Linked DNA regions of Oryctolagus cuniculus: region 1 is linked to region 2. A link is a contact called in public Micro-C data. All regions are on one chromosome and are shown on one strand. Each heading gives the region's core, a stretch centred on a gene start, on an enhancer-like site or on the middle of the called end of the contact. The rest is flanking DNA. Distances are from core to core; before and after follow the strand shown. Region 1 holds the start of STOM (stomatin). Region 2 overlaps GSN (gelsolin).

The links. A called contact is a pair of places that touch in the nucleus more often than the background predicts.
Region 1: a contact with region 2 is called in a Micro-C map of ear pinna, with 3 times the contacts expected there. The contact joins the promoter of STOM here to the enhancer-like site in region 2. A contact is called at or near these places in 5 of 6 Hi-C or Micro-C datasets (ear pinna, liver, psoas muscle and 2 more).

The regions. Positions count from the first base shown.
Region 1 is chr1:225,358,153-225,365,739 of mOryCun1.1, reverse strand. It overlaps STOM (stomatin), which reads left to right and starts at 3,661. Exons shown (of 7, transcript XM_002720468.5): 1 at 3,661-3,850. The coding sequence starts at 3,790. It overlaps LOC127493200 (a long non-coding RNA gene), which reads right to left and starts at 3,692. Exons shown (of 4, transcript XR_011381827.1): 1 at 3,433-3,692; 2 at 115-192.
Region 2 is chr1:225,319,562-225,327,178 of mOryCun1.1, reverse strand. It overlaps GSN (gelsolin), which reads right to left. Exons shown (of 17, transcript XM_008273374.4): 17 at 6,903-7,313. The coding sequence ends at 7,144. Among named protein-coding and RNA genes, the nearest start is that of STOM, 39 kb to the left of the region's middle. Within about 2 kb of position 5,833, at least 2 of the 8 cell types and tissues checked have an H3K27ac peak or open chromatin away from gene starts, as enhancers often do. A contact at or near this core is called in ear pinna, where this site is marked.

The DNA.
Region 1 (7,587 bases), core at 2,412-4,911, 41 kb before region 2:
GGGGCAACCGGGACAGAATCCGGCGCCCTGACTGGGACTAGAACCCAGTGTGCCGGCACCGCAAGGTGGAGGATTAGCCTAGTGAGCCGCGGTGCCGGCCTCTCAGCATCTTACCAGGTGCTACGAAGTACTTGGTCTGCTGCCACTCCTCTGGTTATACTCTTGTGATGATTCAAATCCTAGAGTAATTTCCTGAGGAAAAGATAAAAAAGATAAAAACTTTACTGTAAAGTAATAGATGTAAATTAATCCATATGGAGAAACAGGTCAAATCTGTTAGCTCCATCCTGGGGAAAATGCCACAAACAGATGCAACTGTCAATACTGCTGTTCCCACAAGGTATTTCATTAGCTGACTTCACTAAAGGCATCGGGAAGAGCCTGGATTAGCAAATTTAAAGGAAAAAAATAAAGACTTTCCTGTTGTTCTTATCAAAGCTTTTTTATGGGTATGGGAGAAAGACTAACTAAATTTCCCTCTAACTTATTCAATAATGGATTCATGGTGCATGTCTGTCTTTAACCAGATCTCCATGTCTTAATGTCATCATGACCATCGATCAATACATAATTTGGAACCCTGAATATGCTAGGCAAATAAGAACAAAATAAGACATAAATATGAAGTTACTTCAAATAGCCCATGGAAAAAGAAATTTGAAAGAGTCAGTGCAATAATTTTTTGAAATACATGTAATGGTTTTTCCTAATACCCATTTCATAATACATGTACACACTTTCTGAGGTATCTTTGTACAGAATATGTATTCAGGTTTTAACTAAACATATCTTTTAAATAAATAATAGCTAGAAGAAATTTTCATCAAAAGTTTAATAGCATTTTTGATAGAAGTTAAAAGATTCTAAGTAATTTGACTCTTAATTTCATATAATAAATCTCTATTTTATTTGAGAGGCAATGAGAGAAAAACAGAGAAAGCAAGCTCCCATTTGCTGGTTTACTCTCCAAACGCCCGGAACAGCCAGAGTTGCGCCTGAGCAGAAAGCAGGAGTCAGAAATTGTAATCCAGGGGCTGGCATCGCGGTATAGCGGGTAAAGCCACCCATCCCATATGGGTGCTGGTTCACGTCCTGGCTGCTCCATTTCCAATTCAGCTTCCTGCTACCGGCCTGGGAAAAGCAGCAAAAATGGCCCAAATGCTTGGGCCCCTATTACCCTTGTGGGAGACCTAGAAGAAGCTCCTGGCCCCTGGCTTTGGCCTGGCTCAGCGCTGGCAGTTGCGGCCATCTAGGGAGTGAATCAGCAGATGGAAAATCTCTCTCTCTGTGTCCCTCTCTCTATTTTTGACTTTCAAATAAATAAATTAATAAATCTTGTTTTTTAAAAAAAGAAATTATAATCCAGGCCTCCCACTGGGATGGCAGGAATCCAATTACTTGAGCCATAACCTGCTGTCTCTCGGGGTCTGAATTAGTAGGAAGCTGGAGTCAGGAGCCAGTGCCAGGAATCAAACTCAGGTATTCCAATGTGGGATGTGGTCATCTAAATTGCTGGGCTAAATGCCTGTTCCCAAATCTCCATCCTCAAAATATAAAGTTCTAAATAAACAAACAAAACTCCAACATCCTAGCTTCTAGTCATTCCTAGAAGAAAAGTTAGAATTAAAAATCTCCCCAACAGAAAGGACGACATATAATCGATGTGTTTATACAGAACATTCATGAGAAAGTCAGAATATACTAGTTTCATGGGCAAGTGAAAGCATATTTTAATCAAGATCGGAAACTCTTATCTACTCTGAAGGCATTCAAAAGTCAAGTCAAAACCTGTTCTTGGGTTGGAGCCTGGAATTAGCTCTAGAACTGATGCAATCTGAAACCAAAGCCAACAAGTGTTTACTGAAGTCTTGGTCCCACAGGGAGTGGCTTCTTTTCTAATTCTCCAGAAGTGACGCTGTTGGGATTGCCTTGAGACCAGAGCTAAGGAAGCAGGGGAGAACACGCACATTAAATTCATTTTGAAATATTTTCCTTTCCAGCCAAAATGAAAACTACATACTTCCTCACACTAAGCAATCTGTAGTCAAGGCTGTCTCGACCAAAGGGTTTAATTCATTTTGGGGCATTTGCTCCTCTTTTCTGGGAGTCACAGCACAAACAGGAAGTTCCTGCCTCTGGGGTTTATTTGCTGCAGAATGGAAAATATGAAGCTGTGGACTTTCTCAAGGATGATTGTGAGAGAGGAGGGATCATTAAATTACTGTAGCCCTCTTCTTATCTTCTCCAGAAGGCTAATCAACACAGCAACTGCACAAGCCATGCACCTTTCCAGGAACAGGAGCAGTCATTTGCGCTAATTTGACCGGAAGTCAATTTACAAGCTCTGAATCAGGCTTTTATGCCCACACTGGAGGCTTCGCCTGAAGCAACAATCATCCTCGCGCAGCCCTATAAAATCCCAAAGTCTACCCTTCCATATTATCTAAGCACCACAAACTACTGCACGGTACACAGCCAAACACTGAGCACATTAGAAAAAAGATAACATTGCCTCTCAGGAGGGAGAGATTTATGGAGACGGAACAGCTCTGCATCTTAACTGCCCTGGTCACAGGTGATACAATAACACGGACTACCCACATTACGTCTACACTATGTGCATGTGTGCGTGTGACGTAGACATACACATCACGCATGGTCCATTTCCTGGTTTGGGTGCTGCAGCTGAGTGGGACGTGACTATGGGGACACTGGGTGGACAGGGGACCTGTGACTTCTCTGCACGTTCTACCCAACTGCCTGTGACTCTGTACTGATTTGAAGATGTTTTTGAAAGCACACCTTCTGTTACAAGAACACACTTTGCACATTTTGCCTGAGGACCAATCACAGAGCCTAAAACACAGTGCGGTTTTCAACAGCGAGGCTTTCCACCACCACCTACGAGAAAGCCCGAGCCTGGAACTACCGCCTCTGCCGCTCCTTATCCCTGCACCTGGGCGACCCTTCCCATCCTCCTGCAACCGCCCGTCCCCCTTCCCAAGGCGGGCTCCTTCTCATCTTCCTGGCGACATCTCAAGGCCACTCTTCCCTTGTCCCCTGAGCTAACGCCTCACTCTGCGCTGTGATCTGCTTGCTTGTTGGTCGCCCGTCCCCCCAGCTGGAGGGCCAGGGGAACTCCTCGAGGGGCACCACGCTGGACCCTCGCGCCGCGGGTCGAGACATGCAACTCCTCGCCTCGGCTCCGGGCGACGGTCCCCTGGCCTGCCTCCCCTCACCCCACAGCCCCTCTGCTCAGACTGGCCTCCGCGCCCGCACCTGGGCCACGCAGGTGTCCCCAACCTTCTCGCCTCGATTCAGACCTCGCCCCGTCAAGAGAGGGCGCCATTTTCTTCCCTCTAGCTCCTCAGGCCAAACGAGGCGCCCAGTTCTAATACTTGTACCCTGCGGGTCGCCTTGTCCTATTCACACCTTTTCCTCAGGCCGTCTCTTGACCGCCCCCAGTGTATCCTCAGCCAACGCCCCTCGGCCCGGAACCCCACCGCAGTGGGGGCCTCGTCCCTCCGGCTACGCCCCTCAGCCTGCAGGGAAACGGCCGCCCAGAGGCCCCGGGGAGGAGCGCGCGCGCAAGAGGGCGTGGCGGAGGCTGTGGGGGGGGGCGTGTCCTTTCTATTTTGAGAGCCGATTGGTCAGGACTCAGGGAGGGGCGTGACCGCGAGGAGGGGCGGGGTTGCAGCCTAGGTCTCAGTCTCCTGGGCTCTTCAGGGCATTCTCTGGCTTCTTAGGTGGGGGGACGCGACGTGAGAGCCCGACTCCTGCTCAGGCAGCATGGCAGAGAAGCGGCACGGCACGGACAACCAAGCGCACCGGCTCCCCGACTCCTTTAAGGGTGAGCCCCGCGCCCCTGGCGACGCTCGAGGAGTCCCTGCCGGCCCCCGACCCTCCCCCTGGGTGCGGATCCCCTCGGGCTGTGCAGCCTGACACGCGGGTTCTAGCCAGGTTTCCGTTGCTTAGGCAGTGCGCGCTCCTCTCCTCGCTCGTCCAGTGAGAATAACGAGCCCTGTTTCGCAGGCTGGGGTCACGATTTCAGGGTGGTGGGATGCAAAGAGCACAGCCCGTGCCGGGCACATTGTGGGCGCGCCAGGGACAAAGGGGCGTTCCCAGTACTCGGAACCGTGGCCAGGGCTCACGTTATCCCGCGGTCGCCAGCTGCCCGGCTCGGTGCCAGCCCTTCGTTATCTCGTGTCATCCAGGCGGCCCGGGAAACGCAAGAGTTAACTGGCAGCCGGCGAGTGGGGGGCCGGGAGCGGGGTGTCTTCCACCTCACCCACTCTCCTTTCTTTCTCGCCCCACCCGATGGAGGCCCTGCGCAGCCTTCGCCCACCCTCTTGCACCCCTGGCCCCAGCATCGGGACCCCGAGCAATTTCCTGGGAAGGTGCAGGACCCCCTACCTCCCGAAGCACTGAGGGCAGTTCTGGGAGAAGAGTCTGGCTTTAGCACGCCCCCTCCCCATCTGGCCAGCCCCTCCTGTGCCCCTAGCACTTCAGTGCCTGTGTCTTAGGGACCTCTCCTTGCCGGCTTTTTGTTCCCTACCGGCAGCTCTAAATTCCCCTACCCTCTCCGCCCCCCACCCCCCAGTGGCTCAGTCCTCTTGTTTCCCTGTGAAGAAACAGGTGCGGGACGCCTTGCGCCTTTGTTGGCTAACTCCTTGGGGGCGCGGGGATGTCCAACAATGAAGAGAGGGAGTATCCTCTGGAGAGCTCTCAGTGAGCCAAAGGAATTCTCTCTAAAGATGGGATTTCGGACAGGATGACATGAAGAAAGAAATGTGGGGAGCTGGGTGCGCTTCTCCAGAACCCCCCAAAAGGCGCCACTTTGGAGGTATCTGCTGCAGAGCCAGCCTTGTCCACCGCTCTGATGTTAAGTCCTGTTCTGCTTGCCCAGGGATCCCTGTCTTTATTTAGTTCCTTTCCAGGAGCACCAGAAGAATTGCAGAAATCTTTGTCCCCCACTTTTCTCTCCTAAGCACTGTGGAGCATTATCTTCCCAAATTTGAAGTTAATTAACAACAAGGAATTGATGATAACCAAAGCAAAACCGTATTTTGGGGGCCGGTGTTGTGGTGTAGCCGGTGAAGCTGTGGAGGGTAGTACCAGAATCCCATGTGGGCGCTGGTTCAAGTCCCGGTTCTCCACTTCTGATCCAGCTCTCTGCTGTGGCCTGGGAAGGCAGTGGAGGATGGCCCAAGTGCACCCATATGGGAGACCCGGGAGGAAGCTCCTGGTTCCTGGCTTCAGATCTTCCCAGTTCTGGCTGTTGCGGCCACCTGGGGAGTGAGCCAGCCGATGGAAGACCTCTTTCTCTCTCTCTGCCTCTCTGTAACTCTGCCCCTCAAATAAATAATCTTTTTTTAAAGATTTTATTTATTTATTTGAGAGGTGAAGTTACAGACAGTGAGAAGGAGAGACAGAGAGAAAGTTCTTCCATCTGTTGGTTCACTCCCCAATTGATCGCAACAGCTGGAGCTACACCGATCTGAAGCCAGGAGCTTCTTCCTAGTCTCCCATGTGGGTGCAGGGGCCCAGGCACTTGGGCCATCTTCTACTGCTTTCCCAGGCCATAGCAGAGAGCTGGACTGGAAGAGGAGCAACCGGGACTAGAACCCGGCTCCCATATGGGATGCTGGCACCGCAGGCGGAAGATTAACCTACTGCACCACAGTGACAGCCCCTCAAATAAATAATCTTTAAAAGCATTTTTTTGAACAGTCACACAGATTATCAGTAATGTAGTACTATTTTTTTTTTTTTGACAGGCAGAGTGGACAGTGAGAGAGAGAGACAGAGAGAAAGGTCTTCCTTTTTTTGCCGTTGGTTCACCCCCCAATGGCCACCGTGCTGATCTGAAGGCAGGAGCCAGGTGCTTCTCCTGGTCTCCGATGGGGTGCAGGGCCCAAGGACCTGGGCCATCCTCCACTGCACTCCCTGGCCACAGCAGAGAGCTGGCCTGGAAGAGGGGCAACTGGGACAGAATCCGGCGCCCCGACCAGGACTAGAACCTGGTGTGCCGGTGCCGCAAGGTAGAGGATTAGCCTAGTGAGCCGCGGCGCCGGCCATGTAATGTAGTCCTATTATATTTTATTTTTATTTATATGAAAGGCAGAGAGAGAGGTGGACAAAGAGATGTCCCATTTGCTGGTTCACTCCCTCAAGTGCCTGCAACAGCCAGACCTGGGCCAGGCTGAGGCTGGGAGCCAGGAACTCAATCTGAGTCTCCCATGTGGGTGGCAGGGACCCAACTACTTGAGTCATCACCTGCTGTCTCCCAAGAAGCTGACATCAGGAGCAGAGCCAGAGCTCCGCCAGGTACTCTGATATGGGATGCAGATGTCCCACGCTGCAGTTTAACTGCTCTGCCAAAGGCGTGTGTCCCCTACCCCGTGGGTGACCTTTTTTATTTGATCAGTAATTTTTATAATCTTGTCCTCGTTATCTATTTGTATACAACAGTTACTTAGATTAAAATTTTGAAACAAATATAAAGAGGCAAAAAGAGAAAGGATCAGTCCATTAATTTTTTTCCCAAAGAAACCTTTTATTTAATAAATACAAATTTCACAACTACAACTTTAGGAATATAGTGATTCTTCCCACCTTACCCACCCTGCTGCCCCCACTCCTACCCCACCTCCTCCTCTCTCTCCCATTCCCTATCCCATTCTCCATTAAGATTCATTTTCAATTAACTTTATACACAGAAGACCAACTCTATATTAAGTAAGGATTTCAACAATTTATGCACATGCACACACACACACACACAAAACTATTTGAGAACAAGTTTTACAGTTAGTTCTCAGAGGACAGAGGTCCTGCACGGGTTGTTAGTGCACAGTGACTCCTGTTGTAATTTAACAATTACCACTCATGTATGACGTCAATGACCATCCGAGACTCTTGACATGAGCTGCCATGGCTATGGAAGCCTTTTGAATCCACAGTCTTCCACAGTCCATTTATTTTATCAGGCGGCCAATTCCTCAGGCTTCAGCCGTGTGCAAATCAGTCAGCTTCTGGAGTGACTGAATCCTTCTGTCGCTGGCGTCCCTGGTGCTCTCTTTAGGGCTGGCTTGCTTGTTTCAGGCTCTCAGCTTGTACAGTGTTGCTGGATTTGCACTGCACTCCTGTTTCAGGCCACCGGCTTCTCGTCGGCCTCGAATCATTATTGGAGTACCTAGGAAATGTGTTATCCAATCCAGAAGAAGTTTTCTCATTGAGAGAGGCATGTAGGCCTGGCCAGGTATTCGTGAGGCCCAGACCTATGGACCTCTTTACATGGGTTACCAGAAGGGACATTATAAGGAAGATGTGACTCTTTTTAGGGAAAACACCCTGTTGATTCCATTACCTAGCTGGCCTGGGGGGAGAACTGGCTTGCACAGGAGGTTAGTGTAGAACAGGTGGCATATCTAAAAGGAAGATGGCAGTCCTGCCTGTACTGACCCTAGGCCTTTCCCTCAACAGCGGTGGTTATCTTGGAAGCTGGACGGAGTAAGGGCTTTTTTAGCTTGGAGCCAGCAGGGTTGGTGGTTCTAACCTGGGAGCCCTTCTGCCCCGGGGCAGTTC
Region 2 (7,617 bases), core at 4,584-7,083:
GCAGGACAGGAACCACTTCTTGCTGCCACCCAGCTAATCACACAGAAAAAAAATCTGTACATAGGAAAGAGAAAACTGATACAAAAGCAATGAGTTTTACCTGCCACATTCTACCTTTGGAAAACCGCCTGGAATTCACGACAGCCATTTGTGGAGCATCGGTCACTTGGCCCTGTGCTCCAGTACTTGCACATAATTCTATCATTTTAGCCTCAAAACAGCTTAACTGAGATGGAGACTTCATCATCCCCATTTCATAGCTGAGGTCACTGAGGCTCAACAGTTAAGGTCTAGCCAACGTCACACGGTGGGTAAGGAGCAGACCTGGTATTCAAACTCGGATTTACTGGCTCTGACGTCAAAGGTTCTTCAGTGTGTCCTTGTCGACACATCTTGCCTACGTGGCCCCATCTGCACACCATGAACCCCGATCATTTTATGTGTATATCAGAAGTGTTCAGGACTAACAAAGTGCATATGATTTTGCATTCAGAACTCCAGCAGCCCTTAAACAAAATCTAGCTCAAGTTCAGTACGGTTGAGGGAAGTCAGTTGGGAGTTTGTCACCGCAGCATGTCACAACACAGTGGCCTGCGGGGAGAATCCAGGGTTCCATGACCTTGAGCTTACATGGCCCTTTAAACCATTTTGTGTGTTGTGATCCTCACAGTCTGAGTCTTCCCACCGTCACTCAGCTGGTGAATAGTGAGCCCAACCCCTTCCCACTTCCCACTGGTTTTCAAACTTCCTTTTTAGGCGCCATCTCCTTTTTCCAAAAGGAAACTATGCCCTGACAAAAGACTTAAAGTATGTTTCACAACTCACTACCATAAAGCAGGGGGCTGGCTTTGTGGCACAGCAGGGCAAGTGGTTGCCTGCCATGCCAGCATCCAATATGGCACCGGTTCAAGTCCCAGCTGCTCCCTTTCCAATCTAGCTCTTTGCTGATGCACCTGGGAAAACAGAAGAAGATGGCCCAAGTGCTTGGGGTCCTGCACCTACATGGGAGACCTGGATGGAGTTTTGGGCTCCTGGCTTCAGCCTGGTGCAGACATTTGGAGCCAACTGGAAGGTGAATCAGTGGATGGAAGATACGTGTGTGTGTGTGTGTGTGTGTGTGTGTGTGTGTTTCAAATAAATAAATATTTAAAATATAAAATACCAGAGCTAGTGCTGTGGCATAGTGGGTAAAGCCACTGCCTGCAGTGCTGGGATCCCATATGGGCGCCAGTTCCAGTCCCAGCTGCTCCACTTCCCATCCAGCTCTCTACTATGGCCTGGGAAGTGGAAGATGGCCCAAGTCCTTGGTCCCCTGTGTCCTGCATGGGAGACCCAGAAGAAGGTCCTAGCTCCTAGCTTCGGATCGGCCCAGATCTGGCCATTGTAGCCATTTGGGGAGTGAACCAGCAGATGGAAGACCTCTTTCTCTCTCTGCCTCTGCTTCTCTGTAACTGCCTTTCAAATAAATCTTTTTAAAAAATACCATAAAGCAACAATGAGGTTATTTTGAAAAAATAAAACTACTATCATCAGTTACAAATAATGAGTTACAACCAACATGGGCTCTACATCCAGAAAATTCTTCCATTTTGCTTCTAAGTATGTTTGTGGTTTTTTTTGTTTTTTTGTTTTTTTTTTTTTGGACAGGCAGAGTTAGACAGTGAGAGAGAGACAGAGAGAAAGGTTCACCCCCTAAATGGCTGCTATGGCCAGCGCACTGCGCCGATACAAAGGCAGGAGCCAGGTGCTTCCTCCTGGTCTCCCATGCGGGTGCAGTGCCCAAGCACTTGGGCCATCCTCCACTGCCTTCCCAGGCCACAGCAGAGAGCTGGACTGGAAGAGGAGCAGCCGGGACAGAATCCGGCACCCCAACCTGGACTAGAACCTGGGGTGCCGGCGCCGCAGGCAGAGGATTAGCCAAGTGAGCCGTGGCACCGGCCCTAAATGTGATTTTTTAAAAAAACAGATTTATTTATTTATTTGAGAGGTAGAGTTAAAGAGAGGGAGAGACAGAGGGAGAGGTCTTCCATCCACTGGTTCACTCCCCAAATGGCCATAATGGCCACAGCTATGCCAATCCAAAGCCAGGAGCCAGGAGCTTATTCCTGGTCTCCCACACAGGTGCAGGGGCCCAAGCACTTGGGCCATCTTCCACTGCTTTCCCAGGCCGTAGCAGAGAGCTGGATTGGAAGTGGAACAGCTAGGATTCGAACTGGCACCTGTATGGGATGCTGGCACTGCAGGTGGAGGCTTTACATACTACACCACAGCACCAGTCCCTCTAAGGGTGATTTTATTACCATTTTAAAAGTGGAACTTGAATCAGATATTTGTAATGTCACAGAACTACGCCATAGAATCGCACAGATCCCAGTTTGGACGTCACGGCTCTGCAGTGCTTCTCCTACTGTAGCAACCGATGTGTGACATGAACTTGGATGAGTCGTAGCCCGTCAGCCTCATTTTCCTCACCTGGAAACTAAGGCGATTGCCTTCCACCTTTTAGGTCTCAGACGATTTGAGACTCTGTTGGAAGCCCCCAGAGGTTCGTTTTTGAAAACTGCACATGGCTGTGTGCACACAAGTTTGCACACGTTGGGGCGGGGGGGACACTGACCCCACCACCCCTCCTATGCAAAGACTTAAAAACCCCTGGATGAGCATTTCTAAGTTCCAAGCTAATTACCTGAAGAGTTTGTAGCTCGCAGGAACTCAGGAGAAGGCAAAGGGAAACACGATTTGCTGAGTGTACGCACTGTGCGAGGCACCTAACATCTTTCATCCCCTTTCACGGTAACCAGGCCCTGGGAAAACTCCTGGATTCTCGGGTTGTTGGTGACAGTCTCTTCCCGTGATGCCGCCCACCGCAGGTCTCAGCTCAGCTCAGGCTGGGACTCGCCTCTAGAGGTCATACTACTAATAGGATGCAGCCCTGGTCAACCCTTCCTAGAGCCCGAAGAGTTTAATGGGAAAGGAAATCGCAACCACTATTAACACTGGAGGGCTTAGGAAGCTCCAGCAACTTAGGAATCATATACAGGCTGGGAATCCTCTCTGGAAGCTTCTGAGGTAAGTCTCCCTCAAAGAGTTGTCCACGCACCGACCACTTACCTCCTCCTGGGAACACGGGACTTGGATCAGCTTCCTCCCCCTTACAGCGCAAACCTCAGAGGAGGGATTCACCCCCAGGGGCTGGGGTGAACCTAGCTGGCCTACAGATAATTCCATCCTCCTGGACCATGGTTCCCTCAGGAATGGTCCTGTGACCCCATGTGGGCTCCTGACACCCGAGGAATGGCTTTCTGTGGGCTTGGGGGCAGTTTCTGAAATGGTCCTTCCTCTTTCTTTCTCTCTCTTTCTTTCTTTCTTTCTTTCTTTCTTTCTTTCTTTCTTTCTTTCTTTCTTTCTTTCTTTCTTTCTTTCTCTCTCTCTCTCTCTCTCTCTCTCTCTCTCTCTCTCTCTCTCTTTTTCTTTCTTTCTTTCTTTTTAAATTTATTTGACAGATAGAGTTAGACAGGAGAGAGATAGAGAGAAAGGTCTTCATTCTGTTGGTTCACCCCCCAGATGGCCGCTACAGCCGGCTCGCTGCGCCGATCCGAAGCCAGGAGCCAGGTGTTTCCTCCTGGTCTCCCATGCGGGTGCAGGGCCCAAGGACCTGGGCCATCCTCCACTGCACTCCCGGGCCACAGTAGAGAGCTGGACTGGAAGAGGAGCAACTGGGACAGAATCTGGCGCCCATATGGGATGCCGGCGCTGAGGGCTGAGGCTTAACCAAGTGAGCCACGGCACTGGTCCCTGAAATGGTCCTTTGGTCCTTGGTCATTGCCGTGCATGAATATGGGAGGCCGGACACCTATAGGTATTTCACTACAGACTGGGAAGGACAGAGCTAGAGAAATCAACAGGAAAGCCAGACCCCCTGGGTGCGGTCCGCCGAGAAGACCCCTGTCTGCACTGCAGCCCAGGCCATCCCCTCTGACCCACAGCTCTGCCATGGGCGAGGCTCTTTGCCTGTGCATTTTTCTTTCTTTCCTGTTTGAACGCTCACAGTGGGCCAGGGATTGTGCTAGGATTTACCTTCTTTAATCCTCATGAGAATTCTCAGTGGCAGACAGCGCACTTATTTCCATTTTGCCTCTAAGGAAACTGGAAAATGCTTAAGATCATGTGGTTAACATGATTTTTTTTTTATTTGACAGATAGAATTAGACAGTGAGAGAGACAGAGAGAAAGGTCTTCCTTCCATTGGTTCATCCCCAAAGTGGCCGCTACAGCCAGAGCTACGCTGATCCGAAGCCAGGAGCCAGGTGCTTCCTCCTGGTTTCCCATGCGGGTGCAGGGCCCAAGCACTTGGGCCATCCTCCACTGCCTTCCCGGGCCACAGCAGAGAGCTGGACTGGAAGAGGAGCAGCCAGGACTAGAACCCGGTGCCCATATGGGATGCCGGCGCTGAGGACGGAGGATTAACCAAGTGAGCCGCGGCACCGGCCCCATGCAGTTAACATGATTAAAAGGTGGAGCTAGGATTTGGACCCAGGTCTGGCTTGAAGCCCCAGCTATTAGCCCCTATATGTTACCACCTCCAGCTAGGTAATATATTAATATTATTATTTTTCAAAATGTATTTTCTCATTTGAAGGCAGAGTTATAGAGAAGGAGAGGCAGAGGCAGAAGTAGAGACAGAGAGAGAGAGAATCTTCCATCTGCTGGTTCACTCCCCAAATGGCTGCACCAGTCAAGGCTGGGCCAGGCCAAAGCCAGGAACTTTTTCCTGGTCTCCCACGTGGGTGGAGGGGCCCAAGGACTTGGGCCATCCTCTGTTGCTCTCCCAGGGCATCCTGGGCATTAGCAGGGATGTAGATTGGAAGTGGAGCAGCTGGGATTTGAACTGGAACCCATATGGGATTTCGACTGAGCTTAAACCCCTATGCCACAGCGCCAGGCCCGGAATATTATTAATACATTATTGTTATGGGTAAGGATGTCCCCAGCTGGATTTATTCCCAGTTCTTGCCTCTACGCAAGGGAAGAATTCAAAGCAGAGACATAGATGAAGAGCAAGAATGGGAGCAGAATGTATTCAAAGGGATGAAAGCGCTAGCACACACGCAGAGGTGAAGGCGGGCAGCCCTGTGAGGTGAGAATGGGCCCCGCCCCACTCAGCCACCCCGCCGGGTGGGCGTGCCACCCTACTGAGTACACAGGGGGCAGAATGTGGGCAGGGGTCAGTGCACGTGAGGATCTCTGGGGCAGATTCGTGGCATCTCCACATGGAATCACGGTGTCTTCCCGGTGGAGGAGGCCAAGGTGCACCATGGGAAAGTGGGTGTGCCGAATTGGCGTGGAAAGGGCGAGTGTTTTGCCATGCTGGGCTAAGGCACGGAGACGGCTGGACACTCTTCGGCTCCTTTATCCTTCAATGACTCCCTGCCGAGCCCCTGTGATCACCATTTTGAGGGTGGGGGATTTGAGGCCCAGATAAATTTTTTTTAAGTGTGTATCTCAAATGCCTTGGCCAAAGAAAATACAAAACCAATGCCCACTGCAACTGAATTGCCGGACGGAACACAGAGACCAAGCCCAGGCCAACCTTTTCCTAAAAGATGACCCTTTGGCACACCCATCCTGTTATTTCACACCAGCTTCTCCATGGCAGGGCATAATGCAACCTAAAACTGCACTTCCTGATTCTCTCTTTCGTCTATAAGAGAAGAACATGAAGTCAGGGATTCCGTTGCCCCAAGCAATTTCTCATCTAGCAGCAGCGAGCTCTCTCTGGAGGCCACAGCCACCTCCCCAGTAAAGAATTCACGGGCAAGTCCACCCGTGATTTCACCTCCACAGATTTCCAGGAAGCAACCTGGCTTTGTCTAGACAGGTCTCCACCTGTCCCTGGTGAAAGCCCTAGCAGCGTCAGGTGGTAAATTCTGCTTTTGTTCCAGGACTTGCCATTTGTCAAGTGTTTGCTTTGATCATGAAAGCAACCCTTTGGGGGTTGCAAGATCAAGTCCAAACCCCCTGGCAGGGCAAGGTCCTTGCCCACTTCCCTGCTTCTGGGTCCAGCGCTCCACCTTCCAGACTCCCTTGGCTGCCTGGCCTGGAGCCCATCATTGTCATGGGCGCTGCCTGCCCCTGTCCCTGCTGCCTGGAACAATGAGACTCCTCCCCCACAAGCCTCACCCAGAAAACCCCTCCTCCACTACCCTCGTCACTTCTGCGAAGAAGCAGTCGCTGAGGGTGGGCCCCTGAGGAGTCATGCTTTTAAAAAGTTCCCTGGGCAATTTCAGTGAACAGTCAGCTTTGGAAACACACACAGGATAAACACACACGGCACGCATGCGCACATGCACGTGTACACACACACACACACACACACACACACACACACAGAGCCTGCCCACCACAGGCTCTTTGTGCTGGTTTTGGTTCTAGATTCACACACATGGGAGTTCTCTCTGCAGAACTAGGACGAGACTGGGTGGGCGAGCAGGCATGGAACAAGGGCAGATTAGGTGGTGAGAAGAGACGAGAAGGACGGAGGGGAGCAACGGGACCCGGCCTCTAGTGAGCTCCTTGCACCACTTTGGTGGCTCTGTGGCAGTTCACAGAAATGTCCAAGAGGGACCCTCCAGCATCCTGAACAGAAGCAGAGGTTCAGTGCCCACGGACCCCAGGGGGGACACAGGAGTGGCCCTCCCCTACCCCAAAGACTGCGAACGTGGAGCATCCCAAGGCAGTCCCTGTGCCGGCGTCCGGGATTTCACACCCAGGGTGGAGGCGGCTGGGGTGCAGACTCACAGACACCTCCCTGGGCACCCCCCGGGCAGGACACAGGCTGCCTGTCACTCCCAGGTGGGTAGGGGCTAGCAAGCGAGTGAGGAAACAGTCAAACCACCCGAGGCTAACACACTTCAAAAAGCTTTTATTGTATTTAATATCCAAAGCACAGATACGTAAGACAATTTTGCAAGGACCCTGAATTTTTGCAGGGCTGATTTTGGCTATGGTAAAAAAAAAAGAGAGAGAGAGAAACACACACACACACCCCCAGAGGTGCCCTGCTCACCCTAAGGTCTCTTTGAGAGATGGACAGTTCCAGAAGGCACTGACGGGTGACATGGGTGGGCCCTGCCCTGCCCTTCCTCAGGCAGCCAGCTCAGCCAGGGCCCTGTCCAAGGGGTCCACAGACCAGTAGTTGTCGTCCCAGCCCAGGAACCAGCCCACGAAGGAGGGGGGCTCAAAGCCTTGCTTCACCACGGTGATGGGAGTCCGCCGGTCCCGGTTCGCAGGGTCCGTCTCAATGTAGCGCTTAGCTGTGGGCATGCGTGGGAAAGAGAAGCCCCGGGGATTCTCAGAGCCTCTCCCTCACCCCGCAGCTCAAAGAGAACTGCCTGGGTCCTACTGTCCCTGCTGCCCCAGCCCTGCCCTGGGCACCAGCGCCCCCTGGAGGCAGTGACGCCCCGTGGGTGCTCCGCCACCCTGCCCATGGACAGCACAGGCCAGGGACCACAGTTAGCGCCCTGCTTCACGACGCTCTCACCCCTCTTTGGAGGGGTTCCCAGCACCCCCACTCAACTCTAGGCAGCCACAGGGATCTGCTTTTCAACCCTGACCCTG